Regions from separate parts of the Gossypium hirsutum genome. Here region 1 is linked to region 2. Evidence: chromatin contacts called from public Hi-C data. All regions are on one chromosome and are shown on one strand. The core of a region is the stretch at or near the end of the contact, and the rest is flanking DNA. Distances in the headings are between cores, read along the strand shown. Region 1 holds the start of LOC107961688 (galactose mutarotase). Region 2 holds the start of LOC107959819 (inositol hexakisphosphate and diphosphoinositol-pentakisphosphate kinase VIP2).

Region 1 (6,502 bases), core at 1,591-4,090, 190 kb after region 2:
CAGTTGTTAAGCATAGTTCGATACGAGCTTTGCTTAGTATTGTGGCCATGCATGACTTGGAGCTTGAGTAGTTAGATGTAAAAACTGTATTTTTGCATGGAGAACTTGAGGAGGATATTTACATGCAACAATCAGAGGGTTTTACAGTCTCAGAAAAAGAGGACTACGTTTGCTTGCTGAAAAAGTCCCTTTACGGTTTGAAACAGTCACTAAGACTGTGGTACAAGAGGTTTGATTCCTTTATGACTTCTCATGATTTCAAAAGAAGTAGTTTTGACAGTTGTGTTTACTTTAAGAAAAATAGTGATGGTTCTTTTGTGTATCTACTTCTTTATGTTGATGACATGTTGATAGCAGTAAAAGATAAAGGAGAGATAAGAAAGGTCAAAGCCCAACTAAGTGAAGAATTTGAGATGAAAGATTTGGGACCAGCAAAGAAGATACTTGGTATGGAGATTCTCAGAGATAGAAAAGCAAGTAAATTGTACCTAAGTCAGAAGGGGTACATTGAGAAAGTTCTTTGCAGTTTCAATATGCAGAGTGCTAAGCCTATTAGTACTCCTTTAGCAGCCCATTTCAGACTTTCATCGGCTTTGTCTCCACAATCAGATGATGAGATTGAGTACATGTCACATGTTTCATACTCTAGTGCAGTGGGATCTCTCATGTATGCTATGGTTTGTTCACATCCAGATTTATCATATGCAGTTAGTGCAGTTAGCAGATATATGGCGAATCCCAGTAAAGAAAATTGGAAAGCAGTTCAGTGGATTTTAAGATACTTAGGAGGTACTACTGATGTTTGCTTACAGTTTGGAAGAACTAGAGATGGAGTCATTGGGTATGTTGATGCTGATTTTGCTAGAGACCTTGATAGAAGAAGATCCCTCACGGGTTATGTCTCTACAATCGGAGGTTGTGCAATCAATTGGAAAGCCACTTTGCAAACTACAGTCGCTTTGTCTACCACTAAAGCTGAGTACATGGCGATTACTGAGGCTTGTAAAGAAGCTATTTGGTTGAAGGGACTCTTTAGTGAACTCAATGAAGACCTTCAAATCAGCACAATATTTTGTGACAGTCAGAGTGCCATCTTTCTTACAAAAGATCAAATGTTTCATGAGAGAACAAAACACATTGATATTCGGTATCATTTTGCTCGTGATATTATTGCTCGTGGTGATATAGTTGTGAGCAAAATTAGTACTCATGAAAATCCTACAGATATGATAACTAAGTCACTTCCTATAACCAAGTTTGAGCATTGTTTAGACTTGGTTGGTGTTTATTGTTGAAGTTAAACCCTTAAGGGGTTTTATGGAAGCGGTGGAAAACTTGTTCGTTGAGAATAGCGATGAAGAACTTGTTCATTGAGAATTCGTGTCAAGGTGGAGATTATTAGAATTAAGTGACCCGAATCCTTATTTAAATAAAATACAGTGGTAAAATAAAATAAAAGAAGAATCCATATAGAATTACACTTCTTTTATTTTATTTTTAGAATAAGGTTTTATTAAACCTTATTAAATATCATCTATTTGATATTGATTAGAATAAGGTGTTTCAGTCATACTAGAATATGGCTTTACAAGCCTATAAATAGACATAGTCTATTCCTCTTGTAAAAAATTCGAATTCGACATAGTAAATTTTCTTCTCCTCTGCCCGTGTTTTTTTTCCAAAAGGGTTTCCACGTAAAAATCTGTGTGTTCTTTATTTTATTTTTTTATTTTTATTTTATTTCATTTTTCACATAAATAATTATAAATTGCTAAAAACTAATACTTCTAATCTATGAGTGGGGGCAACGCCAGCAGTTGCTTGGCCTAAAAAATATAAAACTTCAGGTTAAATCTCTTTAAAAATTTTGCAGGAGAAATTTATAATTTAATTTTCATCCTATGAATAGAAATTTTAATTATTTAATTTAAATCATTTTAATATAATTTTTATTAGCTTTGATCTCTAAATCATTTTAGTTTTATTTTGACTCTCAAACAAAAAATTCTCGCCATCTACCAATATTTAAATTATAATTTTTTAGAATTAAACCAATGATTTAATTACTGAGACCGTCAATTAAACGGTTGGTTCACTTTTAATTAAATAAATTATTAAAATTTATAAAATCCAATTCAATCATTAATTCAATTAATTACCAATTCAACTATTGTATCTCAATTGATTTTTTATCTTTTTGATGGACTCAATTTCGACAACTACTACTATAGCCACCAGAGCATGAAAGTCCACAACTTGGAAAATTCATTTTAGCTATACATGCATAAATATAAGGGTAAACCACATCTAAGGTCATTAAATTATAAATAAATTTACGTTTTGATCATTTAGTTTTAAAAAGTTATAAAATGGTCACTGAACTATTCAAAAAAATATTTAAGTTATTAAATTATTCAAAAGTTTTTATTTAAGTTATTGGGCTGTTAACTTTGCTTTTTAAAAGTTTATCTAGTGACCTCCAAGCGACAATTCAACGATTAATACGGTGAATCATTACCCATCGACAAGTAAAAGAACATATCTTAGATCTAAATCAGTTTGACAGTCAGTGTTGGAGATCACATAAGAAACTTGTTTTGATTTTAGTTTGCAGATTCATGACGTTCGAAGTTATTTCATGAAACAAATTGAACATAAAAAAGAAAGAGAATGAGAGCTTTTGATTAGTGCAAGAGGTACAAACAAAGAAGGCCATGCAACCGTGATTTTACCAGTATACTGATTTAAATAAAAACTTTTAAATGATTTAATAATATTTTATAAATTTTTAAAATTAAAAAACCAAAACGTATAAGTAAAAGTGGGGCACCTCAAAAACTGAGATCTTTCTGAAAGTCAAAACATTATTCCAGCCAGAAATAAAGAAAGAATTAGACATTTTCATTATTTGGATAATATTTTAAAACCCTTAATTTGCTCATATTGGTGTTAAGCAAAGACTTAAAAGTCACTCTCATTATTCCTATAAATACCTTAAGAACTCATCTGCCTTGTCACATTCAAAATCCAAACATGGCTAAGGTATCTTTGTTGTTGTTTTCCTTGTTCATTATTGTTGCTTCTGCAATTATCAATGGGTCAGCAGCAGTGGAGAAGGTTGGGATATATGAGCTGAAGAAAGGTGATCTGAGTGTTAAATTCACCAACTGGGGTGCAACTATTGTTTCAGTCTTCCTCCCTGACAAATATGGTCTGTTTCTTTCTCTTCAACTTTACCCCTTGGATTTTATTTTTCTCTCCAAAACACTCCCAAACTTGAAAACCTTTGGATTGTTTCTTCATGTCTTCTTTAAGTTTCAGCTTTTTGTTCTTCACTTATATCAAACTTTCCCTCATAATTTTCAGGTAAAATGGGTGATATTGTTCTGGGATATGATTCTGTCAATGACTACAAGGTAAATCTTGTTTCTCTCTTCTTGTTTTTTGTAATATTAAAATGGAAGGAAAAGAAAAAAGGTAGATGAAGCAACATTATTAATGTAAGCAACTTTTCTTTTCAACATACATGTGAAGGTGGATAAAATCATTTCTCACTTTTGTCTCACCTATTGTCATTTTCCATTAATATTGGTATCATATATATATATATATATTTATACAAGATTTTCATTGCTGTCTTTATGTGTAGATAAAATTTCTAAAGTGGGCCATGATTGATTGGTATCCCCTCTAAGAATCATAAAAAGATAAAAGGTTACAGCTGGATTTGTCATATAATCTGCTCATTAAATACAAATTTTTCTTTTCAAAGAAGCTGGCTGCATATAACATGAATTATTTAAATGGCAAGCCAGGCTTGTTCTTTTATTTTTCGCTATTTATTTATTTATATTATATTAATTATTTAATTATTAGCACTGTTATATAGACTTGAAAAGTCAAATCTTTTCTTTTGAAAATTATATTATTGACTCTATTACTTGGCTTGTTTTGTTTTAAATAGGATAAAACTTTGAAAATTCAGTCTACAAAATCCCTTATTTTTTATTGTATTCATACATTTTAAGTACAAGAAAAAATTATATAAAATTGTGATTACATGTCATTATTATTTTTTTCTAATAGAAAAATGACAAATCAGTTTTTCTTTAAATGCATGTAGACATTTGAATATAATTTATTGGATAAAATTCATTTTAACTTAAAATTTTTATTTCATAGTAATGAAACATATCTTAAAGGATTTCCTAATTTTTCAATTTGCAACTTTTTTTGACAGAATGATACTTCGTATATTGGTTCCATTGTTGGAAGGGTTGCTAACAGAATAGGAGGGGCTCAATTTACTTTGAATGGAGTCCATTATAAATTGATCCCTAATGAAGGCAAAAACATGCTTCATGGTACTCTCGTTCTTCAATGTTCATCCTTTAAATATCTCTTCTAAATTTTATGTTTTAATAACAATATTATTATTATTAGGTGGCCCTATTGGATTTAGTGATGTTGTATGGAAAGTGAACAAGTATAAGAAAGATGGCTATTCTCCATCCATTGTTTTTGCCTATGATAGTTATGATGGTGAAGAAGGTGACTGCACATTTTCTCTTTTACCAAATTCCAACCTTTTAATTTATCAGTGGTTGAAACATTCATCTGATGTTGAAGTTGTTTATATAATGGACAGGATTTCCTGGTGCACTCAGAGTAACAGTGACCTACACCCTTTACCCAGGCAACAGGCTGACCGTGAGAATGAAGGCCAAAGCTCTAAACAAGGCCACACCAGTCAACCTCGCCCAACACACCTATTGGAACCTTGGCAACCACAACAGTGGCGACATCTTATCCGAACAAGTCCAGATTTTCGCTTCCCACTACACTCCAGTGAACAGCCAACTCATTCCCACCGGCAAATTCGCCGCCGTCAAAGGAACCCCTTACGATTTCCTCAAACCTCACACGGTGGGAAGCCGAATCAACAAACTTGAAAATGGATACGATATCAACTACGTGATCGATGGTGTGGATGGCAAGCTGAAGAAAGCAGCAGTGGTGAAAGATAAGAAATCGGGGAGGGTGATGGAGTTGTTTACGAATCAAGCAGGAGTGCAGTTTTACACGGCTAATTCCTTGAAAGATGTGAAAGGGAAAGATGGATATGTTTATGAACCACATGGAGCTTTGTGTCTGGAGACTCAAGCATTTCCAGACTCGGTCAATCATCCAAATTTCCCATCTACTATTGTTTATCCTGGAAAAGAGTACAAGCATGTTATGGTGTTCAAGTTTTCGATTTCCTCCTAGACAAAAAAAACCCTTGTCTCCTTTATTAATATAAAAGTCGAATCTCCTACAACTTTATTGTAATGTATTTCAGGATGGGATAATAAACCTTTTTTTTTTAAAGGTTTAAAAGAAAGATTATGGGTAATAAATTGAAATGTTATGAAAATTTTTTAAGATTAAAAATATTTTCTATAAAAGTTTTTACTTATATGGGAGATCGTGAGTTCAAGTATATGAAACTACATTATCTTTCTATTTATGAATTGGAGAGAAATTATGAGTAATTTCAAATATTATATAAAAACAAATATGATCATAACTTATAATAATATTGTAAAAAAATTAATATTTTTAAATATTGAATTAAAAAAAAGTAGATAAACAATTTTGACTTCAAAATTATTTAAAATTTTGCGTTGAATCTTAAACAATTATCATAAATTTAATTTACATTATTATATTATTATATTTTTAATTAAAATTTCCAACCCTCGGGAAATAATTCTAACATATATATTATCCAAAATTAATGAGGTCTAAACTGAACCTAGAATAAAAGGCAAATGGCATACACAACTTAGTAATGGACAGCAAACCATTTTTCTTTTATTCTAAAGACCTGCAATTTCTTTTTTTCTGAATTGTTCTAATTGATCACCACCATATCGGGCAACAATGGCCATAAATTACTCACTGTTAGGAAAAGAACATGTCAGCATGAACTTGCAAACTCATGCCTCGTTCATTTTCCCAATGTTTTACTTAAATCCCCAGATCAAAAACATATAAATGAAATCGAAACAGGCTGGGGATAAGCATATACTCAACGCAAAGGTTGGCCAGCATTAGGTTTTGGTGACCGGTAAGGAAGGTTGTTATGATATGGGGAGATCTGCGGACCATTCTGAGTGAGAGGGCTCCTAGTAGGTTGTCCATTCCTTATTGACAATGCTGCCGGAGCTCTAGTTCCAGTTCTAGATTTTGATGTCGATGCCATGCGCTCAATTTGCATGGCTTGGAACTGGGAAGAAGTACAAGCCATGTCCTTGAGATTTGGCAGAGGCTTTAAGGTTTCAACAACTCCACTCATCAAAGGTCTGGCTTTCGGATCACGGCTAAGGCAATGGGCAGCCAATTGAATAGCTCTCTGAGCACCTTTTATCGAGAAGTGCCCTTCAAGGCGGGGATCTATAAGTCGATAAAATCTTCGTCTCTCTGCAAGATAGGGACGAGCCCATTCCACCAGGTTATG
Region 2 (6,261 bases), core at 1,638-4,137:
CACAAGGAACGGTCTGAATCATAGAGCAGAAATAGTAGGAAAACATAATTAATTACTGCTTGCTTGGTATAGAAAAGAAGAAATTGTTATTATTCAAAGAACTAGAATGACCAAAACAATGTAATAAACTTGTAGATGTTCTATAGATTAAAAAATTGGAACTGTGGCAGAAATTAGCTTTCTCTGATCTTTAAGAGATTGATTCTGCTGACAAAAAAAACACATAGTTGAGATGGAATAATCTGATCGTGGCTCCAGTTACACGGAAGGATAGATATAAGTTAAATTGACTATAAATAGGGCTAAAGTTACTGGAGGTCTAGACTCTAATAGTGGATACCATGGCACTTAATAAAACAGCCATACTGTGGTACTTTCCCTTGCAATCATGCAAAAGCAAAACTTTAGACTTTCCCAACCTAAACTAGAGAGATATTAATTGATCATCACCTCGAACATAATTATCTTCTGAATTTCAAAAAGTGATCCACTGCTCTTGAGCATTCACTAACACTCCATTTGGATTGAGACCTAATACTTTTATATCTATGGACCTCATACCTCATCATATTGATGGATTGATGCTGATGAGTTAAACCCAAGATCCAATCAGAATTAATATAAATAATTAACTTTCAATGGAATCTAATTTTAAGACCTATGTACAAAAGAAAATATCAGAATTTTGAAGTAATCATCATGGCTCTGAATTCTTTAATTTTTTAAGGCGTTACTTGACCAACATTTAGCACATTACTTGTAGCCAGATAGGAAAGTATGACAGTCAAAAAGTTATTCAATCATTATGTTAAGTTTCCCACATTGAAGTTACAAATCGATTCCCTATTGTGAACATGCAAATAGAATACATGCATACAAAATTATATATATATATATAAGAACTTACTTCCTTAAAGCAGCATATTCTTCAGCCTTCTTAAGGGGAAATCCAGAGGAGTAGAATGCAATTAAACAATCACAGATTGGCCAGCTGAAACAAGCAAAATTACAAGAAATTACGACCTCTCAGCTAGGTAAGAAAAACAATGTGAACCTTGACCGTTTGAGTTTGATAACAAGAAGTACACTCATTACACAAATATGGACATCTCCCTCCACATCCTCCAACTTAACTCCCTCGAAAAATCATATAATCATCCAATGAAAGGAGACAGGGTAAGTTATGATCTCAAATCACACAGTTGCTCAGACTCAAACTATACCTTTCGAAGAAAAAACAAATGACAAGACAATAAATCAATAGGAAGATAACAGCTAAAAGTGAAGACTTCAAATTTTTCAACATAAATGCAACCGTCTATTTACTGCTTTCAACTGGAAATTTAATGAGCAAATCTGTGGATCCCCTCCACCCCTTTTTTCTTCTTCCTTTCTTTTGTCTTCTAAGTTTAAAATAAAAATAAATAAATGATAACGACACCAACAATGCCAATTGTAACCAAATAAAAAATATCACAATGTAAATCTGAGACAATGTGATTCCACTAATTAACCAAAAATGTACCTTTCTATAGGATCTTCAAGAATAACCCTATCACCGAAATGGAGAATCTACAAGAAGAAAAAAAGAAAGACATTGCAATGCAAGAAATCCATAAGAACAAAACAACAAAACATTTTTCTTGAAGTACATATCACCGAAATGGAGAATCTACAAGAAGAAAAAAAGAAAGACATTTCAAAGCAAGAAATCCATAAGAACAAAACAACAAAACATTTTTCTTGAAGTACATGCGTCCAGCACTCATATCTTATGCATATTCGGACATGGATGTAAGAAATATGGCCGTTGAAGTACCCTTCAACTGACATGGAAAAAAATTTAACATGCATGTGTTGAACACATATCATATCCAATACTTAGACCCAAGTTTTATTAACATAGGGTGCAATATAGCACACACTAACAAACTCCAGCATATCATTCCAAACACTTAATTAGAGTTTTACCAAAAAATAAAATTTACATATTTCATCAATGTAAATGAGCAAACCATGGTTTATCCATTTATATTTCCCGTAAACTAATTCACGTTACATCAAATTCAACTCATACATAAATAAAACAATTCTAATTCAGATTAATTTAAAGTTTAAAAGTTATATCTGATCTACCTCAAATTCGCCAAAAGCCTTAATCCTGTCCAAAATCTGTCTCATTGGAGCTGAAAAAGCCTGAAAAAAGAACAGGAAATGTTTTAAAAGCTTAAAATTTAAGCATTAACACATAGCAATAAATAATAAATTATATTACTATACAAAGTCACACGTCGTCCAACTATATTATATTTTTTATGAAAAAATTATAATTTTTTCATATATTTAGTAGAAAACTCGAGCGAACAAAAGAGACAAGGACCTCGCTTCCGCATTTCACCTTCTTTTCCATGACGCAAATTCCAACAATTATCTTCTTATATCCTCTTCCATCTCCTGCTCCTACCATCTCTGAATCTTCCTTTTACTCTTTATATCTCAAAAAAGAAAAGTAATCTCAGCGAACAAAAAAGAACACTGCGACGGAAAACTCTTCCGCTGCGAATCACCGCCAGAACGCAAATCGGAAACTTCCAGGTATATATATTATCATACGTATAATATAAGATCAAGAAGAAGTAAAAAATAAAATAAAATAAAACAGTGAAAACGGGAAAAAAAAAGAAAGAAAAAACAGAGAAAGCGATTCAGCGAAGAATAAAGAAGGCAAGGCGTTGAGTAAGTCGCGAGAAATATCGGAGAGGAAAATGAGATGGAACGCTTTCCAAGCCGAACAAAAATGAAAAACTTCTATTTTTTGAATTAAAAATATATTTATAGATTCATTTTAGTATTGAGGGAGGGGGTGTTTGGAGTGGAAAGATATTGGATTCCGGAATATTCAAGTGGATGATGATTTTGCTTTGTGACAGGGACGTGCAAAGTTTACGGGGTTTTTTTGGTAAATTTCTTACCGTTTAAATTCTAACTACATCTCCTACTTTAAAGCTTATATCAATTAAACCTATTGCTTTCACATTGATACATTATGGGTATGTATGTATGCATGTATTTTTAAATTTTTAATTATTTTACATACCACTTAACTGCGAAATGAAATTACGTAATTGGTATAACCTTCTAATTTTGACAATGTGATTAAAACATTTTAAAGTTTGAGAATTAATTTAAAATATTATTTGTAGTTTTAAAATGTTTGGTACAATTTCAAGGACTAACCTGGGGCTGGCATGGGTCTCGGCCCCCTAAAATGAATTTTTTTTATTTAAGTTCTTTAAAATTTTTAAAATTTTAAATTAGTAAAGATAAAATTGTACTTTGTCCCCCAAATGATAAAATTTTGATTTAAACCTTTGAAAGTTACAATTTAATTTCGACTCTTAAACAATTTTCTAACTTCGCCCTTGTACAATTTACTATTTTTCATAAGTTTAATAGATTGTTTAATTTTGAATTTTCTTTAATATAAAATAAATATATAATAAATTTGATATTTTTAATCATAACATAAAAATAAGTTGTTTTAGATTTATTAATTTCAACTTTCATTATGTACTAATTTCAAACTAATATAAAAATAGTATAATACAAAAAAGTTTATATTTGGTAGATTCACATCTCTTTTATATATTTATTTTTTAAAAAATTGTAGTAAAAGTTCAAAACCATACATAAACTTTGATCAAATGTGTAATTAGTGATGACAATGGTGCAAGGTGAATTGTTGTCCACCTCGACCTCGACCTCGACCTCGACCCTAAGTTCTACTCTCGTCTCTCGACTCTAACTCGATCCTGACATTAAAAAATAAACTTGCCCTAACCTCAACTCAAAATTTTATTAAAAGCCCGATTTCAACCCATCCTGATGGAAGTTTATTTTATTTTATTGTTTCAAATTAACCAATTCTTTGATTATAAAACAATTCATTCTAATATGTTGAAATCTTTTATTATGAAACAATGTCTTGAGAACGTGCTAACTATTTTTTATTTGCTTACTTGATAATATAAATTATGTATATTAGTCACTTTGCTAAATCTGATTCAATTGGAGCTATTAGTTCAGGAAGTAAGAACAATAGTGCAGTAGGCAGTAGATGAATTTATATAAGACGTTTAAAGCTATTTACTTGCCTACAATAGATGAGTTTATTCAATCAATGGCTCCATGTAAATAGCACAAGATAAACACTATTACATGGTCACATACGAATTTTGTATTTGGTTCTTTTCTACAGGTTTATGTCCTTTTCAAGCATCCAATGTCTAATTTCAACTATCATTACTTTAGTGTAATTACTAACAACCACTGCCAGAAATCAAGTACATAAATTTACAGCCCATAAAATCATTTAGGGGTTAAATCATAAATAAAAATAAAATGAGGAGTAATTTTGTAAATATCCCAGGGTAGGGCAGTCTAAACTCAATCTCGATCCGATCCGGCAACTTTAAAAAAAGGGATAATGTCACATTTGGTATCTATACTTCCATAAAATGTCCATATGATGCCTGTACTTTAAAAATGTCTAATATAGTACTTGAACTATTAATTTGTGTATTATTTGGTACTTGGTACTTTTATAAAATGTTTAATGTGGTACCCTACTTTGAAAATGTCCAATGTGGTACTTATATTTTGAAAATGTTTAATGTGGTACCCTAACTATCAATCTGTGTATTATTATAATATATAGAATTAACACCTTTAGTAAATGCTAAACCAACCAACGAAAATTCGACATATGAATTTTTTCCAAATCATTAATTTCACATGAATAATAATATTATGGAAAATAGATAATAAAGCATAAAAAAATGGAATTAAATAAACTAAATTTTAAAAAATAACTATATCTAAACAATATAAGTTTAACTTTAAAAAATCATCATTTTTTAACTCAAGATTACTTAGATTTTGTTAAGAACCCTAAATTTTCCAAAATTTATATAAGCCAAAATTTCCCCAATTTTATGTCTCTTGCTTGACTTATTGAGCTTGAATAAAAGTTTGAATACCTTGATCTCAAATATCATTTCATTTTTTTTCCATTTCACATAATATTATGTTATTCATATGGAATTGTTGATTTGAAAAAATTCATGTGCCGAATTTTCATTAGTTGGCTTAGTATTTATTATGGGTGTTAACTTTAGATGCCATAATAATACATAAATTGATAATTCAAGTACTACATTGAACATTCTCAAAGTATAAGTACCACATTAGACAATTTATGAAAGTACAAGGACTAAATAATACACAAATTGATAGTTCAGGTACCACATTGGACATTTTATGAAAATACAAATAGCAAATAATATACAAATTACTAGTTCAGGTATCAAATTGAACATTTTATAAAAGTACAAGTAACAAAAGTGACATTACCCCTTTTAAAAACAAAAACCATCCTACCCATTTTCAAAAAAAAAAAATCCAACCCTATAAATATGAACTTTAAATATGAACTTTAATTTTATGCATTTTTTTACATTAAATGTTAATTTGATTCAACTTTCACTAATCACTGACACAATTATTGATATAACACTAATTTACACTAACATGATGCATGCACAAATAATTATATTTATTCAATATAAAAGTAAATTAATGTATTTTAGTTTTTTAAAAATGTATGTAATTGAATCAAAATTAGTGTTTCATGTATATATTTGAACAACTATCAAAGTTTCAAGTGTATGATTGCATCAAATCATAGTTCATGTATCAAATTGTATCTTATATGATAGTTCATGTCTAGTTTTAATATTTATCCCAATTTTTTATTGTATCCTATATACACTTATCATCATCCCAACCCTACTTGTAGAATTTTTAAATTCTACTAGTAATGTACCAAATATTTTTCCATATAAAAACTGATAAAAGTATACTAATGTTTCAAATTTTATACAATACCTATTATTAAAATATCAAATTTTTATCATATTATAATAAAACTTTGATTGACGTGTAAAGCACTTAGTTTACATCGACTAAAGTTTCAAATAAAACTATTTTAATTTAAGACAGAGATCTACTTATATTGATATAAAATTTAAGTGGTTTTATATTCTTTTATAATTTTTTATACGATTAATATTTTAATAATACAACTATTTCAAGATACTTGTACTTGTCATGCATGTAAATTTTTTAATTGATTCAATATCTCTATCATATAGATTTAAAATATTATCTATATATATTTAATTGTTGAAAGTTTTTTTATAT

Evidence for each region. Hi-C and Micro-C count contacts between places; a contact is called where the count stands out from the background.
Region 1: a Hi-C map of leaf shows a contact between it and region 2, with 5 times the contacts expected there. The contact joins the promoter of LOC107961688 here to the promoter of LOC107959819 in region 2. A contact is called at or near these places in 15 of 34 Hi-C or Micro-C datasets (callus, fibers, hypocotyl and 3 more).

The regions. Positions count from the first base shown.
Region 1 is chrA05:101,329,378-101,335,879 of Gossypium_hirsutum_v2.1, forward strand. It overlaps LOC107961688 (galactose mutarotase), which reads left to right and starts at 2,841. Exons shown (of 5, transcript XM_016897766.2): 1 at 2,841-3,211; 2 at 3,367-3,416; 3 at 4,241-4,364; 4 at 4,444-4,551; 5 at 4,649-5,383. The coding sequence starts at 3,034. The coding sequence ends at 5,268. LOC107961687 (probable serine/threonine-protein kinase PIX7) reads right to left here. Exons shown (of 6, transcript XM_016897764.2): 6 at 5,835-6,502. The coding sequence ends at 6,074.
Region 2 is chrA05:101,141,574-101,147,834 of Gossypium_hirsutum_v2.1, forward strand. LOC107959819 (inositol hexakisphosphate and diphosphoinositol-pentakisphosphate kinase VIP2) reads right to left here and starts at 2,888. Exons shown (of 30, transcript XM_016895974.2): 1 at 2,381-2,888; 2 at 2,137-2,196; 3 at 1,526-1,572; 4 at 908-991; 5 at 1-13. The coding sequence starts at 2,467.